Linked DNA regions of Mus musculus: regions 1 and 3 are each linked to region 2. A link is a contact called in public HiChIP or PLAC-seq and Micro-C data. All regions are on one chromosome and are shown on one strand. The core of a region is the stretch at or near the end of the contact, and the rest is flanking DNA. Distances in the headings are between cores, read along the strand shown. Region 1 overlaps Epb41l4b (erythrocyte membrane protein band 4.1 like 4b). Region 2 holds the start of Ptpn3 (protein tyrosine phosphatase, non-receptor type 3). Region 3 holds the start of Pakap (paralemmin A kinase anchor protein).

The links. A called contact is a pair of places that touch in the nucleus more often than the background predicts. HiChIP or PLAC-seq counts read pairs in DNA pulled down with a chosen protein or histone mark.
Region 1: an H3K4me3 HiChIP or PLAC-seq map of bone marrow-derived macrophages shows a contact between it and region 2, with 4 times the contacts expected there. The contact joins the enhancer-like site here to the promoter of Ptpn3 in region 2. A contact is called at or near these places in 1 of 39 promoter capture datasets (cranial neural crest), 12 of 484 Hi-C or Micro-C datasets (the Ba/F3 cell line, brown adipocytes, cerebral cortex and 2 more), 15 of 115 datasets of contacts at active chromatin or transcription factors (the NIH/3T3 cell line, bone marrow-derived dendritic cells, bone marrow-derived macrophages and 6 more) and 4 of 9 other capture datasets (adipose tissue, embryonic stem cells, liver and 1 more).
Region 3: a Micro-C map of muscle stem cells shows a contact between it and region 2, with 2.6 times the contacts expected there. The contact joins the promoter of Pakap here to the promoter of Ptpn3 in region 2. A contact is called at or near these places in 2 of 39 promoter capture datasets (cranial neural crest and maxillary cranial neural crest) and 1 of 484 Hi-C or Micro-C datasets (muscle stem cells).

The regions. Positions count from the first base shown.
Region 1 is chr4:57,025,847-57,029,609 of GRCm38.p6, forward strand. Epb41l4b (erythrocyte membrane protein band 4.1 like 4b) reads right to left here. Exons shown (of 25, transcript NM_001355492.1): 19 at 1,763-1,830. Among named protein-coding and RNA genes, the nearest start is that of Gm34738, 22 kb to the right of the region's middle. Within about 2 kb of position 2,330, at least 38 of the 459 cell types and tissues checked have an H3K27ac peak or open chromatin away from gene starts, as enhancers often do. A contact at or near this core is called in bone marrow-derived macrophages, where this site is marked.
Region 2 is chr4:57,298,552-57,302,380 of GRCm38.p6, forward strand. Ptpn3 (protein tyrosine phosphatase, non-receptor type 3) reads right to left here and starts at 1,818. Exons shown (of 26, transcript NM_001384115.1): 1 at 1,730-1,818. It overlaps Gm12536 (a long non-coding RNA gene), which reads left to right and starts at 1,188. Exons shown (of 3, transcript XR_003955208.1): 1 at 1,188-1,759; 2 at 3,220-3,829.
Region 3 is chr4:57,565,601-57,569,485 of GRCm38.p6, forward strand. Pakap (paralemmin A kinase anchor protein) reads left to right here and starts at 2,230. Exons shown (of 11, transcript NM_001384150.1): 1 at 2,230-2,343; 2 at 2,770-2,815. The coding sequence starts at 2,771.

The sequences.
Region 1 (3,763 bases), core at 1,080-3,579, 270 kb before region 2:
CATGACTAATTTGATATTTAAAAAAAAATTCAGTAACACCAAAGAGGTCTTGAGACCCAGCTGAGGCCCTGAGCTGGGACCCTGACAGATCAGCAAGCCACTTCTGCACTTCCATTTCCTCTTCTAGTATGTGGAAAGTGTGCAGTTGGTCCCTAGCAAGTGTCTGTTGGATGGACACAGTAAAGAATAAATAAGGATTCTGAGTCAACATGCTGAATTCATGGTTTCCTCAGGCCAGAACCCTAGGGCCTAAAATGACCCCATCCTAGGGTTCTCTGTCTCATTCAAGGAAGACACCAATGGGAGAGACAGCAGAGGCCTGGCTGAATGTAGGGTACCATCCCCATCACCCTGACATTAAAGGGGCCCCAGCAGAAGGGTAAGGGGTAGGGAGGACCTCAGGCTGAGTAGTTTATTCTAAAGGCAGTGACAGTCACTAAAGGTTTTAGTCTGGGGAGGGGCACTATGAGGTTTGCATTGTAGAAAGGTCCTCAGAGCCATGAAGACATATTGATGGGAGAGTCAGGGTATTAGTGATCCAGAATAGGAGACAAGGAATGGCTGGGAAGAGCAGGGATTAAGGTCCTGAACAGATTTCTATGAGATAATATAACTCAAATTGATGTGTTTTGATGACCAATTAGGTGAGGGGATGAGGCGGGTGGGTGGGAACAAGGACTCTTGAGTTTCAAGCTTGGGGAGGAAATAGATAATAGTGCTGTTCTCCAAAATGGAGACAGATGAAGGAATGATGGTGGGCAGAGTGGAAAGGGTCTTTTAGTTTTGCTTTTCCCAGTGCTGGGGACAGAACCTGGGCCCTTGTATATGTTAGAAAAGTACTCTCCAACTGACCTGGACCTCAGCCTGATAAGTCCCTGTAAAGCCCAGGAGGGACCCATACAGACTGCCATTAAGACAACATAGAGAAATGCTAGCTTTCGCTTTGAGCATTGAGTATAACCATTCCCTAGGATACCCAGGCATTCACTAAGATGCTTTTTCTGTCCTCCTTCCATTCTCATCCCCCCACCCCCAACCACACACACAGGATCTCAAGGACTAAGGTGGGACTCCAGAGTCTACTTCAATTCGTCTGGTTGGCGTGGTTGGGGATCGAACCCAGGGCCTTGAGCATGCTAGGCTCTCTACTACTGAGTTAACCTCTGCAGCCAGGACCTGGGATTGTCAATAAGAGACGCTGTTGTACATTTGAGGAAAGTACTCTGAGGAGCAGAGGATGGCAGACCACCAAAATGCCAATAAGACTGCCTTGGTGACATGTTGTCAGTTATTTGGGCTGAGGCGGGATTCCCCTGAGGCATGGGGTGTGGAGATAGTGGCTAAGAGGGTCAATGTGAATCCATGTGATTCCAGTCCTGACAAAGTTCAGAAATGAGAACCCAAGGAAGAGCATCGAACAGAAGCCAGACGGGGAAGGGTTCTCTTTCCTGTATTGTCAACGATGATGATGACGCCACTCTGGGAACTGAGGTCAGCTCTACATGGTCCAGAAACCACTCAAGGAGGCTGGGTTCTTTGCTAGCTCAGCGGGCAGTAATGTTAAGCTAGGAATAAGCAACAGGAAGTCTTTAAACTGGTTTCTTTGAGCCCCTATTCTCTCCCCTTTGTTTTCCCTCTCTACTTCTGTCACCCGGGTTGTCCCTCCTTCCCTCACCCCGGGCAGGGCGGTGGGGGTGGGGGTGGGGCAACACTTCCGACATAATGCAGTGTCATTTCCCCACTCAAACAAGAACCAACAGACCTGACATTGGTATCCTGGAGATTCGATTTCTTATTGATATTTACAAATGAGGGCTCCTCTTTTCCAATCTGTTAACGAAAACAAGTGAATCACATGTAAACAGCTTGGCATGTAAAAATGCTCTCAGGTCTTCTGCATCCAAAGGATTGTAGCAATAGGAAGGACCACAGAGGTTAATTCATTAGGTTGTCTAGTCAATCACAAAGTTATCCTGTTTTCACAGCAAATAACAACGACAAAAAAGTTTCCTTGAGTCATTTCTGCTACTGAGGCTTAAGGCGCGGAAACTGAACATTCAATCAACGCTTGCATTCATACTTTTATTGAGCACTTGCTATGTGTCAGCTCCTGCCTTAGTGAGAAAGGAAACGTGTGGGAAAAGCAACCCCACAGTTCAGTCCCTTCCGGCACTCTGTGTATCAAGAACGAGAATGGGCTACAGGTTTGCGTAGCATTTACAGTTACAGCTTTAAAAGGAACTTGGAGTCCTGTATATCAGAGGAGCAATCCCGGAAGGGATGATGTCATCTGATTTTAATACGAGTCTTGTCTTCCTTCCTCTGGTGAGTCCCTGAGAATGAAAAGGGAGGAAAGGACACCCACACAGCCAGCCGAATAGCATGTACACGGGCAGTCAGTGGGGAAGATGCCCCACCCAGAGCCCTTGTGTTCAGCCTCTGCTTTGAATGGACGCTCAGTAATGTCATGGAGACAGGGGGGTCGGGAGTGGGGTGGGGGGAGGACACAGCAGTCCACACACGAATCCAGAGACAGCTCCTGTCAGGGTCTTTTCTACAGCCAGAAACAAGACAGTACCTCTGGCTTCCTTTCCATACACCTGTGCTCTGTGCTGACCCCATAGGGAACTGGTGTTTAGCCCCTGGCAGGATGCTGGGCTGCATACAGCAGCTCTTCACCACAAACTCTCAAGCTACACCAACCCAGGGATTCCTAGGGTAGCTCCGGAGAACATTAGTTCGGGGGAGGAGAGTGGGAGCCATTTACAAAGTAGCCCGTGCCATTAGAAAGAAGGAAAATAGAGCAGGTTTCCTTGAGGACTTCTCAAAATCTATACGTGGCTAATATGCTGCTTTGGAGGGTGGGTGAGTGGGTGCATCCTTCCTACAGTGATGGGTGAGCACTGCAGGGCCAGCATTCCCGGCTTTACTGATCTCACGCCTTCCTCTCTCCTCTTCCACTATTTTCAGGGCCTTCCTTTTTATCTGTCTGAGCCAGTATATTTTTCTTTTCTTTGGGTCTATATCCCCTCCTTTTCCACACTTTCTCAAATGAATTATTTTTGACACATAGTACCTCTTCTATAGCAGAAACCTGGATCTTGCTCTGTGAGCGCAAGGCCTCTGGGAACACAGCAGACCTTCCTGATATGCATAACATCAACTTTATAGGCTATAAAACATGTACAGTTTTATTTGCTTGGTGATAGGACAAACAGCATATACAGAAATGACAGTGGGAGAGCAGGTAAGACAATCAGATGCGACTGAGACCTGAGACAGCTGAGGTTCACTTACTTACTATACTTATGTATATATGTGTGTGCTTGCGTGTGCACTTGCTCAGTACGCACATGGAGGCCGAAGGTTAACTTGGGGGAGCTGGCTCTCCCCTTCCACCATGTAGTTGCTAGGGATGGAACTCAGGTCACCGGAGTTGGCACCCACTGCCTTCATCCTTTGAGCTACCCTGCCAGCCCTGCAATCACTCAATTTGAGGCAAGGCGTCAACCTGGCTGTCCTGTAAAAAGTGCCAACTGCCATCACCCAGAGCAGTCAGTGTCCCCAACAATTCCCTAGCTTTAACCTGTGATTGTTCCTACCAGTATGTCCTGAGGTGATGTGAGACGCTCGTCAGGATCTCCGTGCTATTCTTTAATCTTAACAGTTACCTAGGGAGGTTGTTTTTAATTTGTTTTGTTTTGTTGGGTTTCTTTAATTTGTGAGTGTGTAATGTGTACGGGTGTATGGTGTATGTGTGTGT
Region 2 (3,829 bases), core at 568-3,067:
CAGAAGCATGGTTTCCTCCATCCCAGTCATACCCAGGACGGTACAGTTGCCTGCTCAGAGCCTCAATGTCTTCCTCTATAAAATGGGATCGTGACACCAGTCTCAGAGGGAGACCTGTAAAACTGAAATGAGATAGTCCACATACCTAGCACAGCTCTGCAAGGTGACTGCAAAGGTTCGATATTATCATTGAAAAAAAAGAAAACAAAAGTCCAGATGAAATCCTCATTTAGCCTAGGTTACACAGAAGGCGGAGGCTATCTCACTCAGTTAATTCTACTAAAAGGGGAAAGAGGGACGACACGGGGGGTGGGGTGGGGGAGGGGTGGAGGTGGTGAGGCACTTCAACCCAGACACTATATAGAGGCATTCCTGGTAGGCACGGTCGGAAGCAGGCTGCTACTGGAACCTACTGAGCAGAGGCTTTTGGGCACTCTGTAATGCACAAGGAGCAGCCACCACAAAGAACGATCAAACCCGCTGTGAGAAGCTAAGAGACCCCCGCTCCCCAATCCAAAAACATAAGGTTAAGCATGAGAGCTTTGCAGAATATGCATCTTTTTCCCAACCAGGATTTCCAATTCATCCGCTTCGACATTTGCAAGATGGATCATCTTGCAAAAATAGTTCTTTCTGTGAGGCCCGAGTGTCAACTTCTGGAGTTTCGGAACTCACAAAGACTGCCATTAAACAAGAGCAGCTCACCACCGCTCTGTGGAGTTGCTTTTTTCAAAGCCTCAGCAGACGTTCTCCTGGGCACAAACACAGACCCAGAAAATGACTGCCTAATTCTACCTTCCTGACAAAATGGGAGCCATGAGGGTCTCTAACTGAATTAAAATCACATCACGCCAACTGCTCGCTTGCTTTATGCCGGGCACGGAGCCAAACACCTCCACACCATTTATCCTACTTAATCCACCACCAACCAGGCGAGGTGGGCATTATTGCTGCCTGCGTGCAGTGGAGGAAATGGAGGATCAGAGAGGTTAAACGACTCGTCCAAGGTCACCAGCTGGCCAAGGGGAAGAGCCCAACTTGAACCTAGGTCTAGAGTTTCCCAACCACAAGTTCCCTGTACCTTCACGGAACACCCAGGTGTCAAGTTATCTTAACTTCTCATGAATTTTTTAAAGGCAACCCTCAAGTTCGTAATAAGTTTAGGAGGCAGCAACCGGGGGCGGGGGTTTCCGGGCGCGCTCTCTCCCTGCACAACGCAGCAGTGTCACACCGCAAGTTACCAGAGAAGCCACCCCGGTCGCCCGCGGAACGGGGCGGATTGGTTTGGCACTGGAGTTCGTGCCAGGCCCAGGAAATGCCATCTTTGCAATCTGAAGGGGAATTCGCCCCGGGTGGCTGAGCTTCGGGGACCGCGGAGAGCTGGATCCCCGCAGCGGTGCGCCCCCTCTGCCGGGCTGCGGATACCTCGGCGCCAAGCCCAGGGCTCGGCCAGACTGGAGCGCACGCCCACGCCCGCGCCGCTGCGTCCAGAACGCCCAGCCTTTTGCCGCCCACGCCCGCGCCCCGCCCCAGCCCCGCCAGGTGATCCGGGCCTGCGCCCCCCGGATGCCCGACGTGGCGCGGAGACCTGGGGCTACCAGCTCAACCGCTAGTCCTCCCGCGTGTCCGCCGAGCCCCGGACCGGGTGGGGGTTGGGTAAGCCCCGCGTGTCCGCGATCGCAGCAGCCCGCGCTCCGACCCTCCCCGCAGAGGACCCAGTCTCCCATACCTGCAGCATCCGGGGGCGCGGGGCGCCCAGGTAGGTCGCGCGGGCGGGCGGCACTGAAGCTCGCTCGCGCCGCGACCTGGCCGCCGTCTGAGCATGCCCAGTGCAGCCCGCGGGCGGCTCCCGCCGGCCCGGCTGTGGCCGCGACGGGCCCGCGCGCGGGGCGGGGGACCCGGGACAGGGGCGGGCCCGGGGCAAACTCGTGGGACGCTGCCACTGGCCTCCGCAGACCACCTGCCAAACTCCCGCAGACCTCCAGGTCCCCTGGCTCACGCACGCAGCCATTCGTGCTTTTAGCATTTATTGAACACCTACTGTGTGCCTGGCTTTCCCGGATTGCATGCCTAAGAATGGCAAGGGCTTGGCGCTCAACGAATCTGAAATGACAGCGAGCCTTGCGCGGTGGCTTCGTGGCTGAGTTGGGGGTCTCGCTGACTCCAGCGGCTCCGTGGCTGAGTTGGGGGTCGCAGGGCTCCTTTGCTGGTCCTAGGACACCAGGCAGGTTAGCCCTTCCCAAAGCCTATAGGGCCCCTAGTGGCGGGCGTTCCAGCCGGCCTCTTCCGCCTCCTCCCACACCTGTCTTCCTGCGCTCCGACTGCACCTTCCTCCCCATCATACCCTCTGAACTTGACCCGCCTGGAGACCTTTACACTGCCTTTCCCTCGAGGTAGGACGTCTTTTGCCCTGCTTTGCTGGTGTTTCGAGCCCTCTCACCATTCAGGTGCCTCTTGTAGGAGAGACCTTTCTGGCTACCTTTCTAAATTAGCCCTGACCTCTTGCTCCCTCTCCAAGTCCATTACCGCACTCCAAGCATGTATCACTTATCCATTCAACAGTTACTTACGTTCTTCACACTTAATATATAGACAAAATCTCTGCCCCTTGTTGGGAGTTTAGAAGGGACTTTCTCGCAACAAACAACAGGTCCGTAAACAACGCAGGGTATTAGGTGATAAATTCTAAGAACAGGGGAAAGGAGCCAGGCAAGAAAGATAGGGGGTGGCCCGGTGAGAGCTGGTGGAACAACCAGATCAGGTGACAAATACCATTCAGTCACGCAGCTAAACAAGGAAGCTTTCTTGGGACGATAAAGCCGGTGCAAAAACAAAACAAAAACAAAAACAAAAAAACCTCAAAACAAAACGAGCGCAAGCTTTGTGCCCGTGAAACGGAAGGGCGAGCGGAGGGGCTGCTGGAGTATGTTGCCGGCTGTCTCTCGCGACTTAGATTTCCCCCTTAAGGAGTACCTCCCCTCTGTGTCAGCTCGGTAACTCCGCCTCTCAAGAGACCCAGCCTCTAAACGACGCTTGGCTTCCAGTAAGAACTAAAAACGTTTTGTTGAATGAATATGATAACAAAAGGATGGAGAGATGGTTAGGATTCTATGGTCGGACCTGGGTGCTAGATATCCCGAGAACCTTTTGTTCCCATGTCACCACGAGACCCTCAGCCGTGCCTGACTTCCTGGCTTAGATCCCGGTCTCTGTCCCAAGGTAGTGCACCGCTGCAGGCGCCGCCAGAACCTCGCGTCCGGGGAATTCCTACAGAGCCCGGAGTCCTAGGGGTTGCACTGTCCTGGCCCCGCCTAGGATCGCACGCAAAACCTGGAGCTCGGGCGCCAGGGCAGCACTTTTCGGAGTGGCGGGGAGAGCACTGGGCATGCTCGGAGCCATGGGAGCCCAGCGTCCGGAAGGAAGAACCCCCAGAGGGATTGGCGAAGCTGCCCACTGAGTCCCACCTGGCCGTCAGTCTTCTACTTCCCTGCAGGGAGTACTGGGTCACCCTCCTCCCCCAAGCATGGTGGGAAGACTTGAAATTCAGAGACAGCTGACTGAACACAGTGTCCTCTACCAGCTGCTGTGTGATCTGCTACCAAAGCCTTGCGCTCTCTGTGCCCTAAATAATACAAATGCCTACGCTTGGATCCGGGGGAGTGTGGGGAATTGAAAAAAAAAAAAAAAAAGAAAGAACGGGAATTTATTCAGTCCACCTTAAATGTTTTTTCCCCTTGATGAGGCTTGAATCCAGGGCTTTGCACACAGTAAGCACGAATGTCTTCCAGTGAACTAAGCCCTGTCCCAGACTCATTTCTTAAGTGCCTAT
Region 3 (3,885 bases), core at 980-3,479, 270 kb after region 2:
GCTAAAAATAATCTATGTCTGCCTCACTTCCTAACTGGCCTGAACCCAATGTCAGGCATCCTAACTTCCTCCCTTCTTTGACTACTTGATGTACCTGCTTTGACAATCCTCAGTTCTGATTGAGCATAGTCACATGGTAGTGGGTCTCAGATGCTTTAAAACCACTGAGGAAGCACACACAATTGGTCATGAGTCTTTGGTCCTGTAAATTTCATTAATGAAATGACTCTAAGTCCATCTGTAGTTCTCAGCTTGCCATATAGAAATTTAATTCTGTGCATGTGGTCATGAAATCCTCATGCAGATGGTTGCTTAGGGTCCATTTTTTAAAAAAATTATATTTGTCTTCATATATGTCTGGACACCATATGTGTGCAGTGCTCACAGAGGCCAGAAGAGGGCGTCAGATTCCCTGGGACTGGAGTCTCAGAGAGGTGTGAGCTGCCACGTGGGTGCTTGGAATTGGATATGCTCCCCCACCCTTGAAGAGCTACCACTTCTCTTAACTACTGAGCCACCCAAACCCAGAATCCATATTTTAGGGTCCCCCATTGCCCAGAGTTCCTTTCTAAATCATTTCTCCAGTTCCATCAATGTCAATCACTTAGTTGCCAGGCCAACTCGGGCAAAGCTCCCCAGCTGTTCTGTAGAATTCCAACTCACAATTTCTTCTTCCTGTCCCTCCCCATTCCTCCCTCGTTCTCTGCTGCCTTCTGCTTCCATTCCAAGATGGAACTGGCGAGGGATGCTAACAAGAATGCCCTCTGGTCCATCCTGAGAACACCCTGCCTAACGTGCATTTTCCTTTGCTCTAGCGTCTCTCAAGTCTAATATTCCCTTGATAGCCAGGCACTCTACACCCTTTCTAATCTAAAGATCCTTCTCTCTGTTGACCACCTTCCTGTTCCTTCTACACTTCCTAAGATCCGGGAAAGGTTGTTGATGCCCCAGCATACTTTCCACTTTGTATAGTTTCTTATGCCCCCCTAAACAGTTCCTGCTCTGGAGTGACTGCTCTCTGCTCCTCAGTCCTGAAGCCTACAGCTTCTCCTCCGCCTACTTTGTCCTGAACCACACAGAAGCACATGACCCCGATACAATTTCCTGTCCTCTTGCTGTGGCTTTTGGAGTAAGTCCTCCAGTTTTTCCTTCTGCTCTTCGGATCTTCTACTTCATCTGTGTCCTTGGCTGACTTTCTCCCTGGTTTGCGCTCTCATTTTGGCTACTTTCAGCTCTTTAGCCGTGACTAGCAAGGTGATTGCACTGAGAGCACTGTGTCCCAACCCCAATTCTTCTGCTTTTACGTTCAGATCTTTACAAATGGTGGCCCTTGAAGAGTCTCTTAGGCTCCTTTCCTTCCTTACCTCCACTTCCATCTCTCTTTGTGAAAACGAAATGGTGTGAAATATACATAGTATGCAATGCGCTGTTTTAGCCGTTTTACAGTATACAGTTTGGTGACTTTAAGTTCATTCACCCCCTTTGCCGCCATCATTCCTGCCCCCACTCTGACTCCCAAGAATCTGACTGACTCAATATAGGCTAGGCGAGCACTCGACAACTGAGCTGGATTCCTAGCCTCCATCACCCATCTCTCCGTTTGCTGCCTTTTTAATACATAGCTATATGGGAAAGGACTATTTCTTGTTAGCATGTTTTTTTCTTGGGGCCTGTGCTGTCATCACTTCCCGGTCATCAGAGGAGCTTAGTTTAGTGCCTGACCTGAAGCTTGTGGGCTTCCCTCATATTACAGGGGCTCCCATCACCACTTGGCTTTTACGTGGGTGCTGGGAATATAAACTTCAATCCTTATCCTTAATTGCTTTACCCACTGAGTTATCTCCCCATGCTCCTAGCCACAATCATTTTTAAGGATGTCTCTGCCAGGTCATTTGCAATCCTTCTCTTTTTTTCAGATAAGAAAACTGGGGCTCAGAGTGATTTAGTTGTCCAGGAAGACACCCAGGGCTTCAAACTCTGAGCTGTTTCTGTTGGTGTGTCACCAGAAGGGTGACCTATCTGGTGATACGCCCCTGCCCTTGAGGGTACTACTATCTAAAGCACGTGGACAAGACAGCATTTATCTGTTGGAAATGTCCCCAGGTGGAGCCCAAGCATCTGGAGCCAGTTAGAAGGAGCTGGGGATAGTGGGTGGCCGTAGCCGGCCTGTAAGGACACGTGCTGGGGCTTGCGTTCTGCCAAAGGCCCCTTCTGCTGGCATCTTTGCTCAGAGCAGAGGCGCCGCCTGGTCTTGTCTAGACCCAGAGCGTAGCGCGCGCGGCCACCAAGGCGCACCAGCTGTGCGCCCCCCAACCCCCAGCTCACTAATCACAAGCGCCCCAGGTGCCCCACTCGCGAGCGACGGCGGCAGCCACGGGTCCCCCACACCCCAGGGGCGGAGCGAGGCGCGGAGACGTCAGGGCGGGGACCTAGTGCTGCGGAGCGCGCTCTCCCGGAGGCTCCCGGCGGCCCACGTTCCCGGCTGGCGCGGCCGGTGGTGGCGGTGGCGGTTGAGACTGGGATCTTGCAGTTCGCGGCGGCGCTGGGGCGCAGCCAGGCGGCCGCGCCGGTGGAGACGGAGGCTGAGCTCTGAGCCAGCCGTGCGCGCAGCTTTGCCCGCCCCCCCCCCCAGGAGCAGACCCCACGCGCCCTTAGGCTGTCCCCGGGGTCGAGTTGAGCTCCCCACGGGTGCCCTTTTATCTCCTTGGGTGACTACAGCGTGTGTTTTGTTTTTCTTCCTTTTTCCCCTGCCCGTGTGCCCTTCTCCAGGATGGCAGAGGCGGAATTGCACAAGGAGAGGCTGCAAGCCATAGCAGTAAGTCCACTTTTCATTTCATTTTCTTGCTCTATTGTCTGGGGTGGACGGGGACCTGTAGGCTCAGGGCCAGGGACATGCCAGCCTGGTAGCCTCCGGCCCTGTGCTGGGGTGAAAGTCTGTCCAGGCTTAGCGACGCTGCCTTTTGCCTTTTATATGTCTGTAGACTAAACCCCTGGGGGCACACTTGGGACTAGGAAGATTTGAACATGGAAAATTGGCTTAGGAATAAGATGCTTGCTGCCGCGCGCTTTAGGGATAGACTAAACGGTGGTGTGTGTGTGTGTGTGTGTGTGTGTGTGTGTGTGTTGCGGGAACTCCTGGAATATTATTACCCAGTACCCTTAAGCATGTTGCCTTCCAACTCCAGAGAAGGGAGAGAGTGGTGGCCCATGGTGGCTATCTTCCTCTTCCTAGCCAGCTATCCAGCCAGCAGCCACCTGAGTGGTAGAACGTCCCCCAGAATCCAGGAGTGCCCGTTTTCTTCCTCTGTTTGACATTAACAAGGGCTCTGGCACAGGCCACCACCCTAGAAAGGGAAGAGGCGTCTTACAGCTGGGGATTGGAAGTAATATTTCAGGAGAGTCTCTTTCTTATGGGTGTGGATTATCTGAAAACCATTGGCTCGGCATACAAAAGAGCATCCGGCTTTGGCAAAGTTCTGCACTTACAGAGTACTGTACCATGTGCATCTTGGGTTGGGACAAGCGCTGTCTGACACTGCCTCAGTCGGAGAGGCCTTGCTGGTTCTGCCAGTGTTCCACAGATGTGGTTTTCACTGGAGCCACCACAGCTGGATTATATATTTCCTCTGCGGATGAGGGAATGGTTACTGGCGCTCTATGAAATAATGGCAAATTAAAGGAGGTCTGCTAGGATGTTGGCACAAAAGAATCTGCAGACATTCTTTCACCTAAGTACTTTTTCCCCTGTGCTCCAAGAGTTCCCTGGAAACACATAAATTTGTTGGAGAAATACTGTGTAATGTTTTGGAAGCGACTGATGTATGAAAACGTTTTCAAATGCCTTTGGATGGTGGAGTCTTCATTGGCAAAGTGCATGCAGGCCTT